Regions from separate parts of the Sus scrofa genome. Here region 2 is linked to region 1. Evidence: chromatin contacts called from public HiChIP or PLAC-seq data. All regions are on one chromosome and are shown on one strand. Each heading gives the region's core, a stretch centred on a gene start, on an enhancer-like site or on the middle of the called end of the contact. The rest is flanking DNA. Distances are from core to core; before and after follow the strand shown.

Region 1 (6,367 bases), core at 2,942-5,441:
TAACTTACTCAAGATCAATAAGCTGAGAAAGAAGTGGGATTTAACTCAGGCATGCTGTGACCCTTCCCCAGTAGCAGATGGCCTCCTCTGCCCTAGTGGGACCTATCTTCCCTCTTTTCCAAATGCTGAAACCCTGGGCCTCTTGGAAGCCACCGTGCATGGGCCGCCTCCTTACCCACACAGCCGATGGTCACCACCCCGTCCTTGTAGCGCTCCCGCGTTGGGCCCGTGGGCTCCATCGCCGAGTCAGTCTGCTGCTCCACCAGGACGGCCGGCCCGTCCTCCTCTTCCTCCTCCTCCCCGGAGCCATTACCCCAGGTGGCCCCTGCCACATCCCGGGCAATCTTCTCCCGCCAGCTGCTCAGGTCCACTGTGCAAGGAAGGAGAAGGCTCTCAGGGCTGCTGGGTACCACGGCACAGACAATGCACTGCACAGCTGATTTATGTGGCACCCTCTGGAGGTAGGAAAAGCCAAGGACCCCATCCTGGAATTGCACGTATTACTGAGTTTTTGAAAAGCACCGGCAAGACTAAAGGCAGCAAACCACTGGGGCTGCTGCCTGCCACCTCCTTTTACCCACCAAGTCAGGCTGCTCCCTCTTCCATGCCTCCCTGTGGTCTCTCACCTGAGTCCATACCAGAGGCTCTGACTTCAAGAAAGGTGAGCAGAATGACTCTGGGCCTTGGGTCTCTCCCATGGCCTTCCATGGCTACCCCCCGAAGTGGCACATACCTTTCCCCGCAGTGATGGCCTCACAGGCTCTCAGCAGCTGCTCCGGCCCCAGGGCCCGAGTCCATCCCCTCCCCCGCCTCCGACTCTTCTTCAAGACTGAAATCACAAGGCACAAACGTGTGAGCACACCCCATGGGGCTTATGCCCCCACCACCCCCCGCCTCAGGCCCCAGATCAGGTTCCCCTCTGTCCCCTGCCAATCCCCTCTTTCCCACGCTGCCCTCCTCACTGCCCACTCACCGCTGCTAGGATCCTGCGGTGTGCGGGGGTCCCGAGGAAAAGAGGTGAAAAGGACAATGTGGAGCTGGGGATAGTGCTGGTGGAAATAATGCTTCCAGGCAACTACGAGAGCTGGCGGGGCCAGATCCACCTTGTTCAGGACCAGCACCAAGGCCAGCCCAAGCTCTCCAGTCACGTACTCATAAAGTGCTGGTGGGAAATTCACAACCTGAAAAAGGGATGGGAAGAGAAGGGAGCAACGCAAGGTCAACCCCGAGTTCTCTGCCTCCAGCTCCGCACTCACCAGGCACAGCTTGGAAATAACACCCTGGTGGAAGCAGAATCTGGGGCAACAAGGGTAAGTCAGTCAAACTGAACTCAGAAGACAAAGCAGGGGTAAGTGACACCTGTGCATTTGTCTCCAGAGGATTCTCTACAGGGCCTGATTAGGGATGGAAATGAGCTGAAAACACGACCAGGAAACAGGGACCCACCCCAGCACACTGGGGTAAGGGCTGGAATCACAAACAGGGATGGGGGTTGGGATAGAAATACGTTATCTATTTTCTTTCTTTTTGCTTTTTAGGGCTGAACCCACGGCATATGGAGGTTCCCAGGTTAGAGGTCGGATCGAAGGTATAGCTGCCGGCCTACATCACAGCCACAATTAATGCCAGATCCCGGCCACGTCTGCGACCTACGCAACACCAGATCCTTAACCCACTGAGCGAGGTCAGGGATCAAACCCGCATCATCATGGATGCTAGTCAGATTCATTTCCGCTGGGCCATGATGGGAACTCCAAAAATATGTATCTATTTTCAAGTGCACACACCTGTCTACATGTGTACACATGCATACATGTGTGCATGCACACATGCACATTTGTGTTGAGTATGTGTGGCTGTGTGAGCGTGTGAATGCGCGTGTATGTCTGTGTGAAGGAGTGTGCATACATGCTGTTAAAGATCTCCAACCTGAATGTCCCCACAGTCCTCAGACTTCCCTTTCTCCCACTGGAGGACAACTGTGAAGTAGCAGAGCCAGGTCACACAAGGGCCGTCCAGCAGCAGAGTCTACAGCTTTAGCCACTACCCTAGCATCCCGAGGGAGGCTGAGTTCTGCAGTGACCCCTACGGCAGGGCAGCCCTTTTCACAGAATCCCCTGGAGCTCCATACTGGGACTTTGTATGAGCTCTAGTGGGCTAGGAAACAGGATATGCAGTTTTTCATCAAAGGAGCAAAGAAAAGGAGAGGCAGTGGCCAGGGGAGGAGTGACAGGCTGGGACACTGATGAATAAAGACTGAGTCTTTGGACTGCAGCCATCAGCATGGAATAGAGGAGACCAGAAAGGAAGAGGTTACCTCTTTGCCTCCCAACTCCTGCTTCTGCCCTTTACCCCACAAGGATCTTCCTCCCTCCTCCCCTGGCCCAACCTCATCCCCAGGACTCACTGGATGTCGGATATCAGTAATTAGCAGGACAATGTCAGACATCTCTAACACTCGCCACAGCTGCCTCCATGTCTGAAAAGACAAGGTTGATATGAGAGAACCTGAGCCCAGAGTTGCTCTCCTGCCTGACGGCAGACCAATCTGACCACGTGTCACTACGCCCCACTCCTGTCTTCACTCTATTCTCACCTCCAGATTGTGCTCAAAGTAACTGAGTTTCTCAGAGGTATAAGCCCCATGAATCTTCCCAAGATACTCCTGGAAGCTCCGTTCCTCCTGGCTCATCAGTTGCTCCTTGGACATTTCATAGTTCCAAGGAGGACGTCGGGGAAAGTCCAGAACTGAGAAATCAAGAAAAAGTCCAAATAAGTCTGAGAATAGTTTTAGAACCTAGGGTGCATCCCAGGCCCTCCCATTCTTCCTCCCAGTCAGCTCTTACTCTTCTAAACTCCTTTCCCCAGCCCACTGCCTGACCTAAGCTCCCAGCGCTGAGCTCACTCACCAGACCCAGGCTGATAGACTTCCTGGATGTCCAGCTCCAGCAGCTCAGCACTCACGGGCTGCAGCACTTGCTCCCGGGCCGCTCTCTTTCTCCTCTCCACCTCCTCTCGGCTGTCTCGCTCAAAATGCAGCCGATACCTAACAGGACAGGGACCACCACATCCATCGCCAATCCTTGGTCACAAACTACCCTCTTGGGCAGACAACTTCGCAAAGCTTCCTCTCCAGAGTTCAAGTCACTCCTCTGAATGGGCCCTCCCCCAAATCTTTTTCACACAGCAGTAGGCCTTCCTCCAAGTCTCGCCCTTCTGAAGGCCAAACTCTCCCCAGCCCCTCCAGTCCAGAAGATCGTGGCCCGCTCTGGTGACCCAGAGGCCCCGCGGAAAACCGTCGCATCCCAGCCCCACCATCTCCAGTTTCAAGCCTCCACCAGCAGCAGCCTGCTTTCCCCTAGCGCTCTGACTTCCGGGTAGGCGGGGAAGCCCAGGCCAGAGACCCCCGCCCACTCTCACCGATTTGGGTCATAGCCACGCGGGCCCAGCCCCTGGGAAGGCTGCTGGTTGAGCCTGCGGATGTGATGGGTCACAGATTCCCCGTCCGAGGTGTCAGTCTGCTCCTCCCGCCGCTCCCGGCTCCCGCTGCGGCTGTTGGAACTGGATCGCAGCCCATCTTGAAGCCCTGCGGGGAGGAGCTGGTGACGCCAGTGCTGGCCAGCTCTCAGGGGCCATAAGACCCCCCCCCCACGGTTGGCCTGGCTCCTCCTCACACCACCCTGATTCTTTTGAAGCCAGATCCTCCCACCTACTCTGCCCAGGACCCTCCCGGATGTGCGTGGGGGGAGGCACTCCTCCAGGGATCTGTGGGGATGGCGCCCCGTAGGAGCTGGAGGGATTCCCCTCCCCCAACTCTCCATCCTTCCCCACCCCTTCCAGATGTAGGGGGGCTGGGGTGAGGGAATCCCCTCTGCGGTCGCCCACGCGCGTCGGCGCGCTGCCGCCACCCCTTCCCACGCCTCCCAGAGGTGAGGTGGGCACACCCCTCCCTCCAGATGTGCGGGAGTCCGAGCCCCGCCCCCTCTTCTGGCTCCCGCACTGACCTCGCTTCCGCTCCCGCTTGTCCTGCAACTGCTTCTTCTTCTGCTTCACGCTGAAAGGCTTCTTCCTCGGCATGGCCCGGACCAGTCACCTGGCCCGCCCTCCGCCGAGCTCCAGCCGCTTCAACTGACTCCCCCCGGGGCAGCCCCGGTCGCAGGGGCCCGGGACCCTGGAGGGGGCGGGGCTGGAAGGTGACGTCAGCGGGCGGGCCTGGCCGATGCGCCCCCGCGGCCGGGGTGGAAGACGACCAGGGGAAAATACAGTCACTTTCCACTGGGAGCGAGGCAAGAGAATGATGAGAGGTGGGCTACCAGCATGTAAGAGCCAGTGGCACGGACAGGGCTCAGCAGCCGCGAGAAAGGAGGCGCGCGTGGGAGGATCGGTCTAACTTCGTCACGGACGCTACCAACTAGCGCTCGGAGGAGGGGGGACGCGTGTCATCACTACCTTGCGCGCGGGGGAGAAGCTACCACTCACCTGGTGGGGGCAGTGGAGCGGAGGGCGGGTCTTACCACCCGGGGGAGAAAGGGACGCGCAGAATCTACTTTACCAACCCTCCGGCTGGATCTTGGAGGAAAGCCGCGACCACGCGTCCCGGGAAGGAAGCCAAATGACTGGGCTACACTAGGACAGGGTCAGAGGTCTTGAGGGGCGGATGGCGGTTTGGAGAGCCCTAGGCACTGCCCTGCTGGCACCCAGATTCCTTGTGGGAACGGTGATAAGGAGCAGATTTACAGATCATAAGTGCAAGTGCGGCCGAGGAGGGAAATCCAGGTGGGACAAGGATGTTTGGAGGGAGGTCACAGGGCACGAAGTTGTGCCTGCAGCTGTTACCATAGAAACCGGGGACCGGATGTGGCGATCTTAGGGTGCGACAGCCCCTCTGTCAGGCTTTCTGCCCCGAGAGCCCGCCGACTCTATGACACACTGTGAGGAGCCGGTTGTGTTTTTTTCCCAGCCGGGGGGAAGCGAGCGACTTTTTCAAGCGTTCATAGAAATGCGATAAAGGAATGGTTTGGGATTGCTGCCACGCCTGGCTAAGGCCGAGGGAGCCTGCTGATGTGAGACGAGCCGCACAAAGGGTCCCCAGAGCCTTCCGGAAGTGAAATGGCGGGAGCCCCAGCCTTCACTGTCCACTGCCCCCCCGGAAGCGGAAACAGAATTCCAGCGTGCCCCTTCCTCACTGCTCTCCAAATCCCGCTGCAGCCATTGCCGCAACCACGATGCCGAAACGAAAGAAGCAGACTCAGCAGCAGCAGCCTCCGCATCAGCAGCCCCCACTGACAGAGCGGGAAGAGACTGGAGATGAGGAGGATGGGAGTCCCATCGGTGAGGAGTCCGAGAGGGGTGTGCACATGCCTGTCAGCTGGGCCAGGCGAGGGGCTAGCCGCCGAAAATGTGCTGGGGAGGGGGCTCTAACGGAAGGAGGAAGGGCGCACGCGCTGGGGCGGGGGCTGGGGGAGGCCTGTCCGGAATAGAGCACTATGTGAGATCTCTTACTTGAACCCTTAACTTCAAACCGGCCCCTAAACCTTTCTAAAGAAGTCAAGGGAGAAGACGAAGAGTTCGTGTGCGCAGCCGCAGCACGACAGGGGAGTGGGGGCCCTAGAGAGGTTGCAGATTGCATGACTGGGATGACAGTTTGTGACCAGACTTTCACAGGGAAGGTGGAAGAGCAGCCTTCTTTAAACTACTCGGGAATGGGATGGAGGTGGGGAGAGCTATCTGATTGGTCAACAGTTAAAGCGAGAAATTGGATTACTTCTGGAACCACTTAGGATCTTTTGGATAGCAACAGCCTAAGAGAAAGTTTGTAGATATCCTTTCCTCATTATTCCCCTTGAGTCTCCACTTTGCAAATCCTGAAAATGCTTTGCAGATAGATAGGGTGAGAGCTGGTAACTGAGAATATACCTGGCTTTAGCAGTTAGATTAAGAAATGAGTAATAGAAGAAAAATATATAAAAGCAAGATCACCAGTCCTTTAGTCCATTCTGATGACCATATTTTCATGTCTACTCGTAGGACCACCCAGCCTTCTGGGTCCTCCCCCCATGGCCAATGGAAAGCCTGGTGATCCCAAGTCAGGTGAGGAGAAAGGGGCCGTGATTCTTGGATTAGGTCCTGAGAAGGGAGGAATGGGGTGGGGGAGTACAGACTGAAACCCAGGAAGGACTTCAAAGATCAGGCATTCTATACCTCTTAAATTAATGGAAAATATGTCCTGACAGATTGAAAAAACTCAATGCTGTGAAAGTGTCAGTTCTTCCCAAATTGACCTATAGGATCAATGCACTCACAGTTATAATCCCTACAAAGTTTTTGTAGAAAGTAAACATTCTACATTCTTGTATGTAAATGCAAA
Region 2 (6,979 bases), core at 91-2,590, 35 kb after region 1:
CAGAAGCTGGAAAAAGTTTGACTTGGCTTAAGCTTAGAACATGGAACCTAGCTTGAGCTTGGAGCCTGAGCAGGAGCCAGGACCCACAGGGCCTTGTAAACCTTGATAGGGAGTTGGGCTATGATCCCGGGAGCAATAGGGGGCCCTCGGTGTCTCTGCCGGAGTGTGATTGACCTAGTTTTCATTTTCACAGAATTGGCTGCTGGATGAAGAATGGAGGGGGCAGGGAGCAAGGTCAGGAGGGGCGTTAGATATTCTCTTGGGAAGGAGGAAATACTCCCCTTCCTCTCCGAAAGGAAAGAAAATAATGTAGACTGATTTTCAGCCAAAGAGAAGTGCAAGCACTCCAGGGGGCTCACTTTCCCAGGAGGTTTGGTGCCGGCGAATCAAGAGGAGTTCAGAAGTTTGCCAGGCAGCGGTAAATGTTGAGTTGGTGCTAATAATTTACACTGCGCCAGGGTGGTAGGATTTCCTGATCTTTCAATGTTAGGTTTACTGCCAGGGAGCAGGAATGGGAGAAACAACATAATGGTGATTGAGAATTGGAGATTGGACTGGTGTGCTTGGGAAAGCTGACAGTGTCAAAAGTTCGAAGTGGATTTGGGGGATGGGAGTGGAAATGGAAAGAGAAAGAACAGGCCAACTGAAGCAGTCGCGAGGGCGTGGTGAAGAACAGAAATGAGTTGATGGGTACAGTGAAATGGAAGAGATGCTCAGCCTCTCCCCCTATGCCCCCAAAATAAAGAAAACCTAAGTAACAGTTTATTTTGGATTTTCATGAAGAATTTGAAAGGAAAATTACTGAACTTTTTTTTTTTTTTTTGTCTTTTCTATGGCCACACAGCACATGCAGGTTCCCAGGCTAGGGGTCTAATCAGAGTTATAGCTGCCGGCCTATGCCAGAGCCACAGCCACGTGGGATCTGAGCCACGTCTGTGACCTACACCACAGCTCATGGCAATGCCCAATCCTTAACCCACTAAGCAAGGCCTGGAGTTCCCAGGCCAGGGATCGAACCCGCAACCTCATGGTTCTTAGTCGGATTTGTTAACCACTGAGCCACGATGGCAACTCCTGAACTCATTTTTAAAGTAAAATAGAAAAAACTAAGCTCTCTTTAAAGGTTCTTGTGGCCTGTTGCAGATGAAGGGAGGAAAGTATGAAGCAGGCAATAGATGGATCCAGAAGGAAGGAAATGCAAGTTAAAGAATTTTTAAATTTTTTTCTAAACTTTTCACTTGAGCTGTGTACTTCGTTATTTCACCTCCTTAGCTTGGCCTTTAGATTATGTCTTCTCAGGCGCTCTCCCAGTGCAGAGAGGAACAGCAGGCTAACTGGACACCCTCTTTGGCGAAATGGGGCAAAGGGAAGATAAAATCTGCCCCACTGGCTTTAAGTGTAGGTTCGGTTTGTGACTTTAGGAAGTTGCTGCCCTCTTGTGGCCAATCCTAGAAACAACAGCCAAGAAACGTGTTCTAGGAACAGTGAAATTTTTCTTTTTTTCCTTTTTTTGGCCTCCCTTTGGCATATGGAGTTAGCCGTTACCCGGCCAGGTATCAGATACAAGCTGCTGTTGCGATCTAAGCTGCAGCTGCCGGCAATCGGCTTTACTAAGTGTGGGTTGGGCTTGTGGAATTTAGGAAGTTACTGCCGTCTTGTGGCCAATCCTAGAAACAACAGCCTAGAAACACGTTCTAGGGACAGTGAATTTTCCCTTTTTTTGGCTGCCCCCGCAGCATATGGAGTTCCCAGGCCAGGGATCAGATCCCAAGTGCTGTTGCGACCTAAGCCACAGCTGTGGCAACACCGGATCCTTAACCCACTGTGCCAGCCTGGTCTGGGGACTGAATATGTGTCCCAGTGCTCCCAAGACGCTACCTATCCCATTGCTCCATTCCACCACAGTGGGAATGAAAAAACAAAGCCCTTCGGATGATTCTGATGGAACGCTAAAAGGTTGGAAACCACTCTTCTCAACTCTGGCCTCAATATGCTCCCTTTCCCCATAAAACGTAACCTACTGATTTCTAATTGCATAATAGCAGAACTTAACTATTTAATCCTCTCCATCTTCTGCTTTCTAACCCTCGTTTAAATTCCTTCCCTAAGCTACTCTGCAGGCTGGCAGATCAGCTAGAATCCATGTGTCTGAACCTCCTGCATCTCAGCCAATCTGTGAGTTCTGGATCCCCAGTGTCTCACAACACGGGAGCCCCCCTGTACCCTGCGGTGTTTCATATTCACAGCACTCCTTCACCAGTTTTTTCTTCCCTTTTTAGGGCTACACACACAGCATATAGTTCCCAGGCTGGGGGTCTAATTGGAGCTACAGCTGCTGGCCTACACCACGGCCATAGCAACGCCAGATCTGAGCCATGTCTGCGACCTACACCACCGCTCACAGCAACGCTGGATCCTTAACTCACTGAGCGAGACCAGGGCTCAAACCCACAACCTCATGGTTCCTAGTCGGATTCTTTTCTGTGTGCCACGACAGGAACTCCCTTCACCAGTATTTAATACCAACAAAGTATTGAAAACTACATTCCACAGAGGTTTATATTAATGTAACCTCAAGCGCAGCTAAGTAACAGTAAAGAGTCCAGGAGTTCCCATCATGCTCAGCAGAATCGAATCTGATTAGCATCCATGAGGTTACGAGTTCGATGCCCAGCCTTGCTCAGTGGTTTTAAGGATCTAGTATTGCCGTGAGCTGTGGTGTAGGTTGCAGACGTGGCTCGGACCTGGCATTGCTGTGGCTGTGGTATAGGCCAGTGGCTACAGTTCCAATTCGACCCTTAGCCTGGGAACCTCCATATGCCACAGGTGTGGCCCTAAAAAGACAAAAAATTCCAAATACACCGGGGGTTAAATAAGTTGCTTCTCTTTCCACTGTTTATTATTAATGTACAAAATATACAAAACCAAAAGAAAAAGAAAAATACTCATCCTCAAATCCATTGTGGCTCTAACCATAGACCCTGCACAAAACCCAACCAATCCACTGTTTTCATAGAAAACAACTGATGCTGAGACAGGTGAAGGAAAGGGCTGGAGAGGGCCAGTCACCCTAACGAATCCACCCAGGAAGGCACCTGGTGGGGACTCAGAGGTGGCTGACAGGGCAAGGGAGCTGGAGGCCTCCCCCGACAAGGTTCCAGGTAGGGGCCAGGAGCGCACTCACTCCTGAAGGCAGTGCATGTAGTGTGACTGTCAGGCCCAGCACACCGGGCTTCAGTTGATGAAAAGCTGGTCTCACTGAAGTGTTTTAATTTCCAGAATGAGCCGTAGGCAAGGGTGGACCGCCACAAAGAGCCACCCCTAGGCCAGCTCAAACTTGACTGGATGCAGATAGGAATTTGCCATCATCGAACCCAGCCAGACCCATGCTGCAAACTCGGCTCTTCAGACGGTCGCAGTCCTTAGAGAAAGAATTCAGAACGGATGGCTGGAGGGGGGGTGGGGGGGCGAGGTGTGTTCCGGACTCAAATCCAGCCGGACCGAGCCCCTCCGTGCAGAGGGAGGTAGAGCACCCCTTACCACCTCTACCCCGCAGGGAGGAATATCCGTGGCTGGGATGATCTCACACGCGTCGGGACCCAGCGCAGGAGAGCAGAGGTGGGCTCCGGCCTCGCTAGCTTCAGGTTCTCCGGCACGCAGGGTCACACCGGGGAGGGAGGGACTTGGGAAACCGGACAACTCTCCTCAAAAAGTGAAGCCAACTGGGTCTCCTCTTCAGTCCAGGGTACAGAATGTGTCCAGTCTCTCCTCCCCAGACTGGAGGGAAATATGTACATCGATGCGCACCAGTGATCAGAAAACCCCCAGGAACCCAGGCAGGTGGGCGCTGAGGGGGCCAGCTCCTCATCGGCTGGGGGCAGGGGACAGTGGGCCTCACAGAAGCCATAAAAGGGTGGAAGGAGCCAGGCTACAGTCCGCAGGGCTGTGTGCGGGCGGGCGGGCGGTCCTAGGGCAGGGGGGGCCCATTGACACCCGGGTGGTAGAAGGCACAGTTGTTCTCGTAGCGGCAGTTGCCCTTCATCATGAAATGTCGACAAACGGGGCGCTTTGACATGTCTGTGGGAACAAGGGGGGAATGACGGTTAGACAGAATAGCTCAGAGGTCAGTACCACCCTCGCGGCAGCAGTCCAAGCCTCCTGAGAAGCATCTTTCAGCGACACCAAGCTTGGGGGCCTGGGGGAAGGGTAAAAGGTAGGAGCTGCCAGGCATGCTGGGAACTGGGAACGAGGTGACCTGGGGTTCTGCCTGCCACACCTGAGGTAGTGACAGCCCCCCCGCCAATGCCTGTATGGGACACCAAGAGGCACACAAGGGGACAGGGAGCATCCTCACCTCCTCCGTGGTTGTGGCCTCCATCATGCCCTCGGTGGCCCCCTCCTCCGTGACCAGGGCCATCATGGCCACGGTGTTCATGAGGTGGCGGCCCTCTATGGTCGTGGCCTCGGTGACCAGGGACATCATGAGGCCTGTGGCCATGGGGCCCCCCATGTCCAGGGCCTTCATGGGGCCGATGTCCACCACCAGCACCCATTCCTCCGCCAGGGCCTTCGTGGGGGCGATGTCCACTGCCTCCACCCATGCCACCGCCGGGACCTTCATGGGGGCGATGCCCCCCACCCATGCCACCGCCAGGGCCTTCGTGGGGGCGATGTCCCCCACCCATGCCACCGCCAGGGCCTTCGTGGGGGCGATGTCCACTGCCGCTGCTCATGCCCCCGCCAGGGCCTTCATGGGGACGATGCCCACCGCCTCCAACCATGCCCCCGCCGGGGCCCCCTCGTCCATTAGGCGGTCCTCCACCAGAGCGCCCTCCTCTGGCCCCTCGGAAAGGAGGAGGAGGAGGAGGAGGTTCATTTCCTCCTCGGCCACCGCGTCCTCTATGGTATGGTCCAGGACCTGGTCCTGGTCCCCCTCGCATCGGGCCACCCCGCATGGGGTCACCCGGGCCATCCCAGAAGGGATCACCCCCCCGGGGAGGGGGTGGGGGACCCAGGAGACGAGGACCCACTGGCCCACCAGGGCCCCCAGGGCCTCCATGGGGACCTATTGGGGGAGGAAAGGGAGAGAGACAGTATCAGCTGCCTGTCACACCCAAGGATTGCCACTCCCAGCTTTCATCACCCCTGTAGCATCACCAGACCCAAAGTACAGGGACAAGCCCATTCCACCCTCTCCCCCACTACCTACCAGGCATAGGCCCCCCGGGCCCAGGGGGGAAATGCTGCATGCCCTTAGGGCCCCCAGGGCCTCCTGGGGGGAAACCGTTGGCGATCGGACCAGGGCCCAAGAGTCCATGGGGCACTGTTAATGCAAAAGGAACAAAGCCGTGAGCAGGGGCTGCTGGAAGAGCAGCAGGGCGTCTCCCCACTTAGGTGTGCCCGGCCCACCTCCAGACCAACCTGGCAGAGCACCACGCTCTCTGTTCAGTCTTCCCCTCCCACGTCTTGCTGCCCAGTGGCAACACCCCTGCTCCCCCAACTCCACTGCAGGCCTGCTGGCCTGGGCCCCAGGGCTGGCGGGGAGCATTACCCAGCATCTGCTTGATCTTGTCCGAATAGTCGGGTTGCTTCAGCAGCTCCTCTGAGGGATGACTGTTAGGGCTACCCTGGGAGGCAAGGTCGGGAGGGAACAAGGTCAACCGAGGACAAGGGCAACAAGCAGTCGAGGAAGGAAAACCCGAGGGGGAAGTAAGCGGGAAGGGGAGGCGAGGGCTGAGGAGAAAGGGAGTGGGAAAGGGGCCGGGGCTCATACCATGATGGACGTGAGGATCTCCTGGACATTGATGCCGCCTCCTCCGGGACCCTGGGGGCTCTTCCCGGCACCCATGCTCCCCATAAGATTGGCCAGGACAGGAGGCAATTTTGAACCACCTGCCCCATCGGGTGAGCCACCGGCACCCCCAGGTTCCAAGGTCTCAACATATGGGGTCTCATCCATGGAACATTCCTGAAAGAACAGGGAACAATCAGGACCAAAAAAGAATGAAGAGTCAGTCTCACACGAAAGATGCGTTAAAATTAATCACACCTCTCATCACCATATAACCTTCACTCACCTCATCTAGGGGGATGAGTTTTGGGGGGACGGGTTCATAGGGCTCAGGATCAGGCTCATGAGGACTGTCAGGAATGCCGCAGGTAACAGAAAAAAGAAGCATGACAGTCAAATTATTTATTCAAGCCCTCCTCTTCCCTCCCACCCCCACCCGCTTGCGACTCACCCCAGAGCAGAGCAAGTGCCTCTCTAAGGCTTAATGTCCCAAGAAGGGAGCCCCTATTCTGCTCACCTCTCCTTGTTCAGGAAAAGCTCCTGAAGGATCCCCTTCTCCCGCTCAGCCTGGATGTACCGCTCCTGGCTATTGCTTCCAGGGGTGACGAGAGGCGAGGGCAGCACCAGAGGCCGGGGGCAGACCCAGGGCACCTTCTCCTCCATGTTGTCGTGGCTCAGACGCCGGGCCGTCTCAAACGCGTGTCGGTCTGACAGTATCTCTCGCTTGGCTGCCTCGCCAAAGTCCTTGATCTTATTCACATTAACTATGGGCCAGGAGAAAAGAAGCAAGAGGGAAGTAAGCCCCACCAAGCCCTTTTGAACCTGCCTACAGCCCACCTGCCACCCTGCCTACTTGATCTCTAACCTCGTTCAGTCTCATCCAGCTCAAAATAGAAATACTCTCTCAGTTTGCCCTCCTCAGGCCACGTCACAGTTTTCCTCTTCCTGCCTTTCCGTGTCAGCTGGCTGGGATCTCCGGGACTCTCCACTGGCTTTGCATCCAGAGCTCCTGGCTCCAAAGAGGCTGCAAGCAGGAGTGGTTTCAGACCGGATCCTTCCTTCTAGAAAACCCCCCAACCTGAGCCAGTGTCTAGACTTACCCGTATCCATGAGCTCCGGGACTTCGACAGGGGGAACTGGGGTCCCGGGACGGTCTGTGTCCATAGCCTCCGAAGGAGGTGCTGGCTC

The links. HiChIP or PLAC-seq counts read pairs in DNA pulled down with a chosen protein or histone mark.
Region 2: a contact with region 1 is called in an H3K27ac HiChIP or PLAC-seq map of alveolar macrophages. The contact joins the enhancer-like site here to the promoter of PRR3 in region 1. A contact is called at or near these places in 16 of 47 Hi-C or Micro-C datasets (alveolar macrophages, blood, embryonic fibroblasts and 8 more) and 2 of 2 datasets of contacts at active chromatin or transcription factors (alveolar macrophages and skeletal muscle).

Annotation. Positions count from the first base shown.
Region 1 is chr7:23,108,338-23,114,704 of Sscrofa11.1, forward strand. It overlaps PRR3 (proline-rich protein 3), which reads left to right and starts at 4,192. Exons shown (of 5, transcript XR_002345608.1): 1 at 4,192-5,331; 2 at 6,028-6,090. GNL1 (G protein nucleolar 1 (putative)) reads right to left here and starts at 4,077. Exons shown (of 12, transcript NM_001128478.1): 1 at 4,005-4,077; 2 at 3,421-3,586; 3 at 2,910-3,046; 4 at 2,597-2,748; 5 at 2,408-2,479; 6 at 974-1,181; 7 at 734-829; 8 at 176-370. The coding sequence starts at 4,077.
Region 2 is chr7:23,145,966-23,152,944 of Sscrofa11.1, forward strand. PPP1R10 (protein phosphatase 1 regulatory subunit 10) reads right to left here. Exons shown (of 18, transcript NM_001123165.1): 10 at 6,892-6,979; 11 at 6,657-6,815; 12 at 6,309-6,555; 13 at 6,078-6,141; 14 at 5,774-5,968; 15 at 5,552-5,627; 16 at 5,210-5,323; 17 at 4,355-5,065; 18 at 3,968-4,077. The coding sequence ends at 3,968. Among named protein-coding and RNA genes, the nearest start is that of PPP1R10, 9.3 kb to the right of the region's middle. Within about 2 kb of position 1,341, at least 26 of the 83 cell types and tissues checked have an H3K27ac peak or open chromatin away from gene starts, as enhancers often do. A contact at or near this core is called in alveolar macrophages, fetal liver, liver and 3 more, where this site is marked.